Regions from separate parts of the Cricetulus griseus genome. Here region 1 is linked to region 2. Evidence: chromatin contacts called from public Hi-C data. All regions are on one chromosome and are shown on one strand. Each heading gives the region's core, a stretch centred on a gene start, on an enhancer-like site or on the middle of the called end of the contact. The rest is flanking DNA. Distances are from core to core; before and after follow the strand shown. Region 1 has its middle 36 kb from the start of Vstm1. Region 2 overlaps Prkcg (protein kinase C gamma type).

The links. A called contact is a pair of places that touch in the nucleus more often than the background predicts.
Region 1: a contact with region 2 is called in a Hi-C map of liver, with 4 times the contacts expected there. The contact joins two enhancer-like sites. A contact is called at or near these places in 2 of 8 Hi-C or Micro-C datasets (fibroblasts and liver).

Annotation. Positions count from the first base shown.
Region 1 is chr9:21,393,520-21,398,633 of CriGri-PICRH-1.0, forward strand. No RefSeq gene overlaps it. Among named protein-coding and RNA genes, the nearest start is that of Vstm1, 36 kb to the right of the region's middle. Within about 2 kb of position 3,557, at least 1 of the 6 cell types and tissues checked has open chromatin away from gene starts, as enhancers often do.
Region 2 is chr9:21,257,718-21,263,563 of CriGri-PICRH-1.0, forward strand. It overlaps Prkcg (protein kinase C gamma type), which reads left to right. Exons shown (of 18, transcript XM_027431016.2): 17 at 785-925; 18 at 1,071-1,279. The coding sequence ends at 1,259. Among named protein-coding and RNA genes, the nearest start is that of Cacng7, 4.3 kb to the right of the region's middle. Within about 2 kb of position 2,689, at least 1 of the 6 cell types and tissues checked has open chromatin away from gene starts, as enhancers often do.

The DNA of each region.
Region 1 (5,114 bases), core at 2,307-4,806, 140 kb after region 2:
AGTAGGCCAGCCTGGTGTACAAAGCAAGTTGCAGGACTTGCTGGTGCAGAGAAGCCCTGTCTCAGAAAAAAAAAATTAAATACCTATATTATGTATTTGTATATTACACACACACACACACACACACACACACACACACACACACACACATATGGATTGGGTCTCATTAAGTTCCCTGGGTGCTTTTTCTTTCTTTCTTTTTTTAATTATGTATCTGTATATATGTCTGTTCATAGGTTTGAGCGTGTGGGTAAAGTATCCTCAGGTACCAGAGGACCATGTGGATTCCCTGGAGCTAGAGTTACAGGTGTTGCCAACTCCCTGATACAGGTGCTGGGAACCGAACCCCGGGCCTCTGCAAGAGAAGCATGCATGTTTAAACACTGAGACATCTCTCCAGCACACCCCCCGCCCCCAGGATGATCTTTATGATGACCCGGCCTCCTCCTCTTCCCAAGCGCTGGGATTACAGATGTGCACTGTGATGCCCCAGTGCGGCTGGTGATTTCAAGGGTGCAATATGTTGTTGTTGTTATCATAACTCTCGTCACTATGTTGTACAGTGAAATATAATTCAGCTTTTAAAAAGAAGGAAACCCTGTCACTTTGACAACACAGATGCTCCCCGGAGGGTGTTATGTTCTGGGAAACGAAGCAGACACAGAAAAAGAAACACCACATGATGTCACCCAAATGGAGAATGAAAAAAAAAAAAAAGTCAAACCCATGGGAGCCGGGAGTAGAATGGATATTCTAAGAAGTTGGGGGTGAGTTTGGGGTGTAGGGGACACTGAGATGGATTGTCTTTTTGATTAACAAGTGTATTAACTTATTAGCCCCACGGGCAGACAGACAGCAGAATGGGGGTGATGCTTTGAGTTTAGGCAGCAAGAGGCAGAGTTAGTAGTGTTGCTTCTTATAGGTTTCAGAGAAACCTGGGGACTTTCTCCAGTCCCTGGCAGGCAGCAGGGGAGGAGGTGGAAGGGGTCACTGGCAGACTCTTGGATGCTTGGAGAAGTGAGAAATCCAGGAACCTAGGGAGCCTATTGCAGACTCACAGGCACAGGCAAACTCTCAGGGGCTTGGGAGCAAGAGCTGGGGGACAGAGCAGGAGGCTGCGGCTGGTATGGCGGCCTGGCTAACAGGCAGATGCTGTCAAAATGACAAGGTCACGGTGACGGGCACTTCATGGTCTGTAGAACACATTTGTACTTTATTCTGTGGGCAGAAAGCTACACACACACACACACACACACACACACACACACACACACACACACACATCTCTTCTCTCTCGGGGAGAGATAGAGACAGAGACAGCTCTATTGGTTTTGGTAGGGTAGGAAAAACTCCTGGTCAAGTGGACTTTTTTTTTTCTGAGTTACTCTCTAGATCATAAGTTCTTTCTTTCTTTCTTTCTTTCTTTCTTTCTTTCTTTCTATTTTCTAAGTGTGCTTTCCTTAACACTTTGGGTTTCCCCAGCATTTTGGGTTTCATTGCTCTTTCTCTAAAGCCTTCCTCCCCACCAGGTGGCTGCTTGCCTGACTTCCACAGCTGGGTTAAATAGCTGGCCCCTTCTCTACTTGCCCGCCAACAAGCTGCTCGCCAGCAGCTGCTGAAGTTTACAGCTGGCCTGCCTGGGGGTTTTCTCTTAATCTCTAATAAAATTGTCCCTAAACTTCCATTTGAGTCATTTCTTAAATCTCACTCCCCAGACAGGGTTTCTCTGTGTAACTCTGGCCATCCTGGAACTTTCTCTGTAGATCAGGCTGGCCTCAAACTCAGAGATCATACTGCTTCCACTCCTGAGCTCCCGAGTGCTGAGATCAAAGGTGTGCACCATGACTGCCCTGTTTCTTAAATTCTTTTATTAATGAGACAAAGAACCCCAGGAGGGAATCCTGGTTTCCCCTGTATCTGTTTCCTCTCTGTTAACCTTTAACCTAGATGCCATCCAAATGCAAGACTCAGGACGGTGATGTTTGTGACCCCTCCCTCCCCTCTACAGAGAGGCAAGGATAAGGAGAAAAGCACCAACTCCATCAGAGACAAAGCAAGATGAAATTCTGGAATGCCTTTGTTTCCCCTCCCCGTAAAAGCTGCTCGTTAAAGAAGGCGTGGAAGACAGATTTTGAGGGTGCTGAGTCTCTATCTGAATAAGAAGCGGCTTAGAGATTCAGTTTTCTGGTTTTGTGCATAATCAGGGCTGATTACGGAGATGTGGATAATTCCAGGGCGAGGGGGGGAATAAATGCAAGCGTTCTACTGAAACCCACTGTCTGTAGAACATCACACAGCTCCTCAGTCAATCCACACCGAGCGGTGACCCACATTCTGGCCTTCAGTCAGGTGAGGAGATAAACATCTCTCTTACTTTACTGACTTTAAATATATATATATATATATATATATATATATATATATGCTGGGGTGTATGTTTACACGTGCACAGCGGGGGCCCAGAGGTTATCTTTAGGAACCACCCACCTCATTTATTTATTTGTTTATTGTGTATGTGAGTCCCCTTTCTCTTGTGCATTCTACAGTGCCCTTATGGCAGACAGAGGACAACTTGTGGGTGACCATTCTCTCCTCCCGTCACGACGGTCCTGGGGATCGAACTCATGCTGTAGGGCTTAGCAGCAGGTGTCTTTATCCTCGGAACCATCTCACGCTTTATACCTTGCTCTTCAGAATAAGATCTTTCACTGGGACCTGGGGCTGATAGGTTTGGCTAGACCGGCCTTGAACTTCAGTCTCAGCCTCTAGAAGGCTGGAAATACAGCGTACAGCACCATGCTTGGTTTAAACCACTCATTTATTTAAAAAGCAACATTGAAGTTTATTAAAAGGGGGATTTTACTCACAGATTTAAGCCCCGAAGTGAATTGAAAGAGGGACTCAGGGAGAGAGTAAGACACACAGTGTGGGTGTGGTTTAAACCATCCAGTACTTGGGATGCAGAAATAGTCCGTTGTGAGGGGGTACACACCCCTTCCAACTGTGTTCATTCTGCCTCTTTCCAGTGTCTGTGAGCTAACAGCACAGTTCTCAGTTTCTGATTAGTTAGTTCACAAATTTAGGTCCCCGGCCAGGTGCTTACACTTCCTCGGTTTGGGCTTGGTTTTTCTTCGTGGTGTTCAAAGGCCAGCTTGCAGCAAACAACAAACGGCCTGTTTGCCCATGTTCCTTTTGGTGGAAGAAGAAGAAGAAGAAGAAGAAGAAGAAGAAGAAGAAGAAGAAGAAGAAGAAGAAGAAGAAGAAGAAGAAGAAGAAGAAGAAGAAGAAGAAGAAGAAGAAGAGGCAACATTGCAAACGATTTATCAGAAAGATCCATCTGGCTGACTCATATCAGTGGTCTGCTGTGAGGTGGCACCCCCTAAAAACCTCACCCTAAAACCTGAAAGGCACTTGAGTGAGCCGCAAGGGGAGGTCACAGAGAGGTCACCTTCTCAGGCGGCAGGGGTGTGAGGAGAGAGAGCACAGAGGGCGAACAGTTCACTGTCCTCATCACCCGGTGAGGTCACAGGGGATTTCCTCACCCTGCCGAGCCAGGGGGACTGGAAATTTTGTGGCTTTGGAAGGCAGCCTACAGTAAGGTTCACTTAGATGACTTGGCCATTAGACCAGGGGACCCCGCAGTGGTTTGGTCTGGTCTCCTGGGGCCCGGTTCAGGAAGCCAGTGCCCGCCCACAAACGCCTCTGGTAAAGCGGTTTTAATTAATAGTGGAAACCCTCCAGCACTGGGGGTGCAAGCCTTTAACCCCAGCTATCTCAGAGGCTGAGGCAGGAATAGAAGGGGGGGGGGGATACGATCAGGAAGAAGAGGCAGAGGAGGAGGAGGAGGAAGAGGGGTAGGAAGAGGAAGAAGGGGAGAAAAGAAATAAAAGGAGCAAAGAGGAGGGCTGGGAGGTGACTCAGTGTTTGCAGCATCCCCCAAAGACATCACCACATCAAATGAGCGCGGTGGCACAGGCCTGTAATCCCGTTGCTCAGGAAATGGAGGAGGCAGGAGCATCAGAAGTTCAAGACCGTCCTCAACTCCATAGAGAGACTGAGGCCTATGGGGCTCGGGGAGGAGGGGAACGAACCGACAGAGAAGCGCAGAGAACGGGAAAGAAATGACTTTTGCGCGAGCGCCACCTGGAGGCGAGTGGCGGAGCTGCAGAGAGAACCTGGAAATGTACAGAAGGAGCCCTTGAGCTTTCCGGTGGTGTCCTTAGGCGACTGACGGGAGGAGGGGCATCCCCAGGACAGGAGAGAGAGGCTCGCATCCTTGTGAGAGAGCAGGAGAGGAATAGAAGGTCCAGGTGGGGAATGAAGAAATAGCTGAGTGTTCTAACCCGGCAGCTGCAGGCGGCCTGCCAAAGCGTTTCAATTACAGAGCTGACACCATTATTTTTTTTTTTTTATTCTCTTCTTGCACCTGACTAATATATAAAAAAAAAAAGTGACTGGAAGTCTTTATGACCTAAGACGACTGTGAAGGTCGTTAGACTCGCGTTCTATGGCACTTAAAGTCACAGACAAAAATGTACATGCTGGGCATTGGTGGCACAGGCCTTTAACACCAGCACTTAGGAGGCAGAAGCAGGGCAGATCTCTGTGAGTTTGAGGCCAGCCTGCTCCACATAGAGAGTTCCAGGACATCCAGGACCACACGGAAAAAGGCTGTCTCCAAACAAAACAAAAACGAAAAACCCCAAAACAAAAAATACTTAGCCCCAAGGGAAGAATATGACTTTATTAACTTAAAAAGGTGTGTGTGTGTGTGTGTGTGTGTGTGTGTGTGTGTGTGTGTGTGTGTGTGTGTATTTCCCCCTGCAAAGCAGGCCTCCAGTTCAATCAGAAAGCAATCAGTTAACCCCTGTAGCAGACTTGCTCCACCGGGCACGTGGTGCTTAGCTGTTTGGTAGTGTTCACACGGTGTCCACAGCTGAGTAACACTGTTGATAGCAATTCTGCTGCAATCTGCACAGTGCTTTCTGGCACTTTTTAAAAAATATTTTATTTATTTATTATACATACAACATTCTGCTTCCGTGTCTATCTGCACACCAGAAGAGGGCACCAGATCTCATAACGGATGGTTGTGAGCCACCATGTGGTTACTG
Region 2 (5,846 bases), core at 1,439-3,938:
CTTAGAAAAAGTTTCCTATCACTCAAACCTCTTTGCAGCCATCTGCTGCGAAAGTCAGTTGAGCAATATTCTGTCATCCCAGACCAAGGGTGGCTTCTACCATCCTCTGCCACACCCATATCCTGGCATACTGCAGGAAATGCCAAAATGCCTTTGCAGAGCTGCGTGGGTCAGGCTACCTCCAATTCCTGGGACTTTTATTCTTTAGGGAATCTTGATGAGTCGCAAAACTGTAAGCTTCAATTTCTTCTTCCTCAGTTGGTGCAGAAGAAAGTGCCTGGCCTATAGGAGACCTTCTAATTTAGCTTTCCCCCAGCTATCTCTCCCTCTCTCTCCTTCCTCTCTCTCTCTCTCTCTCTCTCTCTCTCTCTCTCTCTCTCTCTCTCTCTCTCGTTTTTCAAGACAGGGTTTCTCTGTGAAACAAACCTGGCTGTCCTGGCACTCGCTCTGGAGACGAGGCTAGCCTTGAACTCACAGAGACCCGCCTGCCTCTGCCTCCCGAGTGCTGGGACTAAAGGCGTGCGCCACCAACGCCCGGTGATTTTTAAGGCATTTTAAATTGTAATTTTTAAAAATCTGTTCATTTTGTTTGTGCGAGCGCGCATGTGCGCACAAGCATGGCATAGCACACACGAGGAGTTCAGAGAACTATTTGAGGGAGTCATTTTCCCCCCTTCCATCTTGTGGGTCCTAGGGATCCAACTCGGGTCATCTATCGGGCGTGTCGGCAAGTGCCTTTACTCCCTGAGCTATCTGGCAGTCCCTCTTTGTGTGTCTTCCATAGTTCCTGACCAAGCACCCGGGAAAGCGCCTGGGCTCAGGGCCAGATGGTGAACCCACCATCCGGGCGCACGGCTTTTTCCGCTGGATCGACTGGGAGAGATTGGAGAGACTGGAGATTGCACCACCTTTCAGGCCACGTCCGGTCAGTTGCCCTCCCAGCAACTGGGGGTTGGGGCTCACGAGCTTCAATACCCCATGTGTGGAGGTCGGGGGGGGGGCCTTCATCAGAGACCACGGGTGTGTGCTTAGGTTCTGATTATCTGATTTTCCAACCCTTCCCCAAACAGTGTGGGCGCAGTGGAGAAAACTTTGACAAGTTCTTCACGCGGGCGGCGCCAGCATTGACCCCGCCAGACCGCCTGGTCCTAGCCAGCATCGACCAAGCGGATTTCCAGGGCTTTACCTATGTGAACCCGGACTTCGTGCACCCAGATGCCCGTAGCCCCACAAGCCCAGTGCCCGTGCCTGTCATGTAATCTCACCTGCCGCCGCTAGGTGTCCCAGTGCCGCCGCCCCCACCCTCCCCCTCCCCCGCCACGCCGGCTGCAGCCCTCCCCCCCACCTCTAGTCCGGATTCTAGGTCCCGCACCCCAGCCTTGTGGCCTCTTTTCCGCACCCCAACGGGTTCTAGATGCTGTTCCCAAGCACTGCTGGCATTTTAAACGCCGTACAGTCAGTCTCTAGAGCCTCTCGGTGTTCTAGATTCCGTTGTGCCGAGCCTTGCTCACCCCACCCCACCCCCAACATCTGGATGCTGTTCTAACTGTTCCCGGAAACCCCACTCCGTGTTGGGTTCTAGACTCCACCTCGGTAGCTTTACGCCTTTCTCCCCCTACACCAGCCCTGGGGGAAATAGTCTCATGGGATTGCCTGCTGCAGACTAAGATTCCAGATCAGCCCGCTCGCATCCTTCAAGGCTCGTAGAGTTAAGTGGGAGGCTGGGCTCCGCGTTCCAGGCCACCTCCCTTCCACGCTCTGGGGATTCCTGGCATGCACGGAGGATTCTCTCCCCGACTGTTGTCAGTCAGCTTTTGTTCTAGACTTGTTCCGGAAACCCATCACTGCTCACCTGCCCCCCCCCCCCCGTGCATGGCCCCAGCCTTGGTCGGAACCACACCTCCCCACCCCTTGTCCTCCGCAGTGCCTGCCACTCTCTGGGACTTTCTTCTCCGCCACCTCCCCTTCCTTTAGCCTCTCCCACCCAGACACAGCTGCTGGAGAATAAATTTGGGATGCTGATGCTAACATGTTTGGATGTTTTCTTGTAAGCTTGGGGAATGAAGGGGCTGCGGAGGTGGGGCCGGCTGTACATGGAAACAAACACAGAGGGTGTGGAGAGCCGTGGGGGAGAGAGGACGCACAGACCCATTAAATGAAAGAGAAGACACCTTCTTCGGCGTGCGAGCCACGTACAGAGACTTCCGAGGAGACCAATGTGACCACTTTGTTCACGGACTTCAGGAGGAAGAGCACCCCTCGGCCATTAATTGTGTCAGCAAATGACCCCCGACCCTCCACCCAGATACCACGTGCATATTTACCAAGAGCAAAGTGCAAACACACACACACACACACACACACACACACACACACACACACACACACCAGGATCCAGAGGAGTCCTGAAAAGGGAGAAGAAAGGTTGGCCCCTGTGGAGAGACAGAAATGATCAGCAGAAAGGACTCCGGGTTACAGCAGCCAAGACAAACAGAACCTGGGAGCTTAGAAACCAGTTAGCAAGGCAGAAGGCAGGCAGAAGCGTCCTCCCGGCCTCTGTCTCCCCTGACCCAGTTGCAAGTGTGTGAGGAGGGGAGCAAGGGAGTGGAGGGGGCCAATCAAGACAGACTACGTTTCCCAGAAGACATCGGAGAAGACTCTGACCCCCACCCCCACCCCCAGGTGCTGGCCTCTGGCCGCCAGGGCTGATGGGGAATGTAGTCTCTGGGTCGGGCAGGCCAGCAGAACGGTGTGCCTGCCAGTGAGTTTAGAGGGGACAGAGCCACAAAAGCTTAGCAGGTTCCTTGGAGGGGCCTGGCATCTCTTCTCTGCATTTCCGAGTCTGGCTCCAATTGGATGCTGAAGCTATCGCTTCCTCCGGCACCACCACTCCTATACCCCTCTCCGGTTCCTGAAGGCCCTAGCCCAAATTCCGACCCTCGGCGGGCGGCCTGCCCCTTTAAGAGTGGCCCCGCTGACATCACGGCGGGGGGGGGGGCTGGCCCCGCTCCCGGCTCCGCGGCGGCTGCAGGACCCGGCTCTGCTCTGCGCCTGCCCGCCAGCTGCTCTAGGGACCCCTGCCCGGGACGCCCCTTCCCGCCTTCTCCAGCTGCCCAGACCCCAGGCTCCGCCCCTTGCCTGGCTACAGCCCCAGTCCTCATCAGGGGACCCCCTACTCCGACTTGCCCCTGCTCTGTCTCTCTTTAGAGAGTATCTATCTATCTATCTGTCTGTCTGTCTGTCTATCTATCTCTATTTCTCTGTCTCCCCCACCCCATCTCCAAGCTCAAGATCCCTGGACTTCAGTTTCCCTTGGCCCAAGGCCTCTGAGCTGCCCCTGCCTGGATTCTGGGGCTCTCTGACCTCTCCACTTCCAGGGCCTCAGTGAGTTCCAGAATCTCTCTCTCTCTCTCTCTCTCTCTCTCTCTCTCTCTCTCTCTCTCTCTCTCCCTCTCTCTCTCTCTCCCTCTCTCTCTCCCTCTCTCTCTCGGCTGTCTCTGCCTCTGTTTCTATTCTCTCTCCCTCCCTGCCTCCCACCCCCCCCCAATCCTGAAGGCTCATCTCATTCCCTCTCTGCATCCTTCCCCTTCCCTCCCCGCCCCTCCCCTCCTCCGCAGTAGCCAATGAGCGGCCGCCGGTCCCTGCTCCCGGCTGCGTCCGCCGAGTGAGGCCGCGGGCGCGGGGGTGGGGGGTGGGAGGCCGGAGGGGGCCGGGACGCCGGGCTCGGGGGCGGGGGCGGGGGGCGGGCACCGGAGACCCCGGTGGCGGCGGCGGCGGCGGCGGCGGCGGCGGCGGCCGGGGGAAACCGCGGGGCCGGTCATGCGGCTGCGGGGCCCGCGGCCCGGAGCGTCCGCCCAGCCCTGAGAGAGGTAAGCGCGAGGGGAGGGTCCGGCAAGGCAGGATGCTCTGCGCTTAGACCACTCTCAGCGGGAGTTGGGGCTCCGGGAGGTTAGAGGAGGGGGGGGCTCCAGGAGTGGGATCCTGGGGTTCCGATGTCGGATTTGGGATGCTTTGGGTGGATGGAGGGACATTTGGGCCTGGTGGATCCCAGAGGACGGGGTCCGAGGGTCCGGCAGTAAGAAAACAAACTCCTGGTGTTTGAGTTCAGAGATCGTGGCCACCAGACAGGGTCTCGGTGGGGTCTTTGAGGAAGGGGGTAACGGATAAGGGCGGAGGGAGGGCCCAGGCCGGTAGAGGAAGCAGGGAGTCTGGGAAAGGGTCCCTAGAAGAGGGAAGAGTTACGGTCTGGGAGATGGGAGTTCGGACTTGGGCTTTGAGGAATGCAACTTCAGCCATTCAGATCTCCAGATGGCAGAAACGCTGGGGGTAAAGGACCAGAAGGAGATCCCAGGCCTGGTGGAGGTGGGGGTGTCCCAGAGGAGGGATGGCTGCCGATAAAGAGCTCTGAGTGGGTCAGGTAGAAAGAAGATGAAGCGGACGGGAGAAGGCGCGGGATTAACTTGAGAAGTGAGGGGAGTTGGGAAGGTCCGGCTCCCCCACTGTGAGTCCAGTCGGAGGAGCAGACCCGGAGGCTGAGGTCAGCTGCCTGGACCGAGACAGTCCAGTGACTGGGAGACTGGATGGATAAGGCTTGTTTGAGCCGAGGGCTGGAAGCGGAGCAGGCAGCTGGCGGTCAAGCTCCAGAGCCACTTGGAGGGGGATGGGAGGAAGAGCCAGCCAGAGCTCTCGACAGAATCTAGATCTTTGGGTCCTCCACCAGGCTGAGGAGTTCTGGAGGCCCGGGGTGGTCGTCGCGGGTGACTCTGGCGCTAGGGGCTTTACTGGGATGAGGTGGATTCCCAATGCTCACAGGATTACGAGAAAACGTGAAAAGTGGAGTCTCGGGTCGTCTCAATTGCCCTGTTGGGGAAATGTTTGGGGGAGGTGTCTCAAACTTTATAATGCAAGCGATGATGGGTGGGAGCTGGAGAGATGGCGGCTCAGTGGTTAAGAGCACTTGCTGCTCTTCTAGAAGACTGGAGTTTGGAACTCCAGTTCCAGGGTATCCGTCACCTCTGGCCTCTCTTCCAGGGGGATCTATCAGCTTTGGCCTCCTAGGGCACTTGCGTTCTCCTGAACATACCCACATGCAGGCACACACACACACACACACACACACACACACACACACACACACACAGAATGTATGTATGTATGTATGTATGTATGTATGTATGTATTCATTATTACGGGGGAATGAGTGTCTCTGTTGGTAGAAGAATCTGGCTGAGTGGGGGACCCAAAGATGAGTCTTGCATGCATGTCATGGCATTTTATGGCAAAGGAGGGATTTGTTGTGCACTGAGTGGGGGGTGTAAGTGTAGAGAATTTGGGGCTGTTGAGATGTCTTGCTTCTGACTATCCAACCTGTCTAGCTGACGACCTCAGCTAGATCCCTCCGACCCACATAGTGAGGAGAAAGAATGAACTCTCGAAAGTTGTCCTCTGACCTCCACATGGTGCTGTGGAGCTCTCTCTCTCTCTCTCTCTCTCTCTCTCTCTCTCTCTCTCTCTCCCACTCCAGTTAGCACATCTGATCTCCTAACTGGAATTTGGGAGTACTCAGATATAACTGACTGGGTGTTTCTTGCCTGGAGAGTGCAGGACTGAGATACACTACTGACTGGAAAGTTCTAGCATGGGAAATCAGGGTCCAGAGTCTGGCAGAAATTGGGGGAATGGGATAACTGCTAGGGTGGTCAGTTCAGAGTGCTGGTATCTTGTTTGCAGGATGAGGGGCACTGGTTTCACTCGAGTTCTCTGGTTGGGAATGCTGGGTGGGAGGCACCCAGCTCAAGCTCTTGATAGGCTAGAGTCTCTAACCCAGATGGTGGCTTCAGATCTCT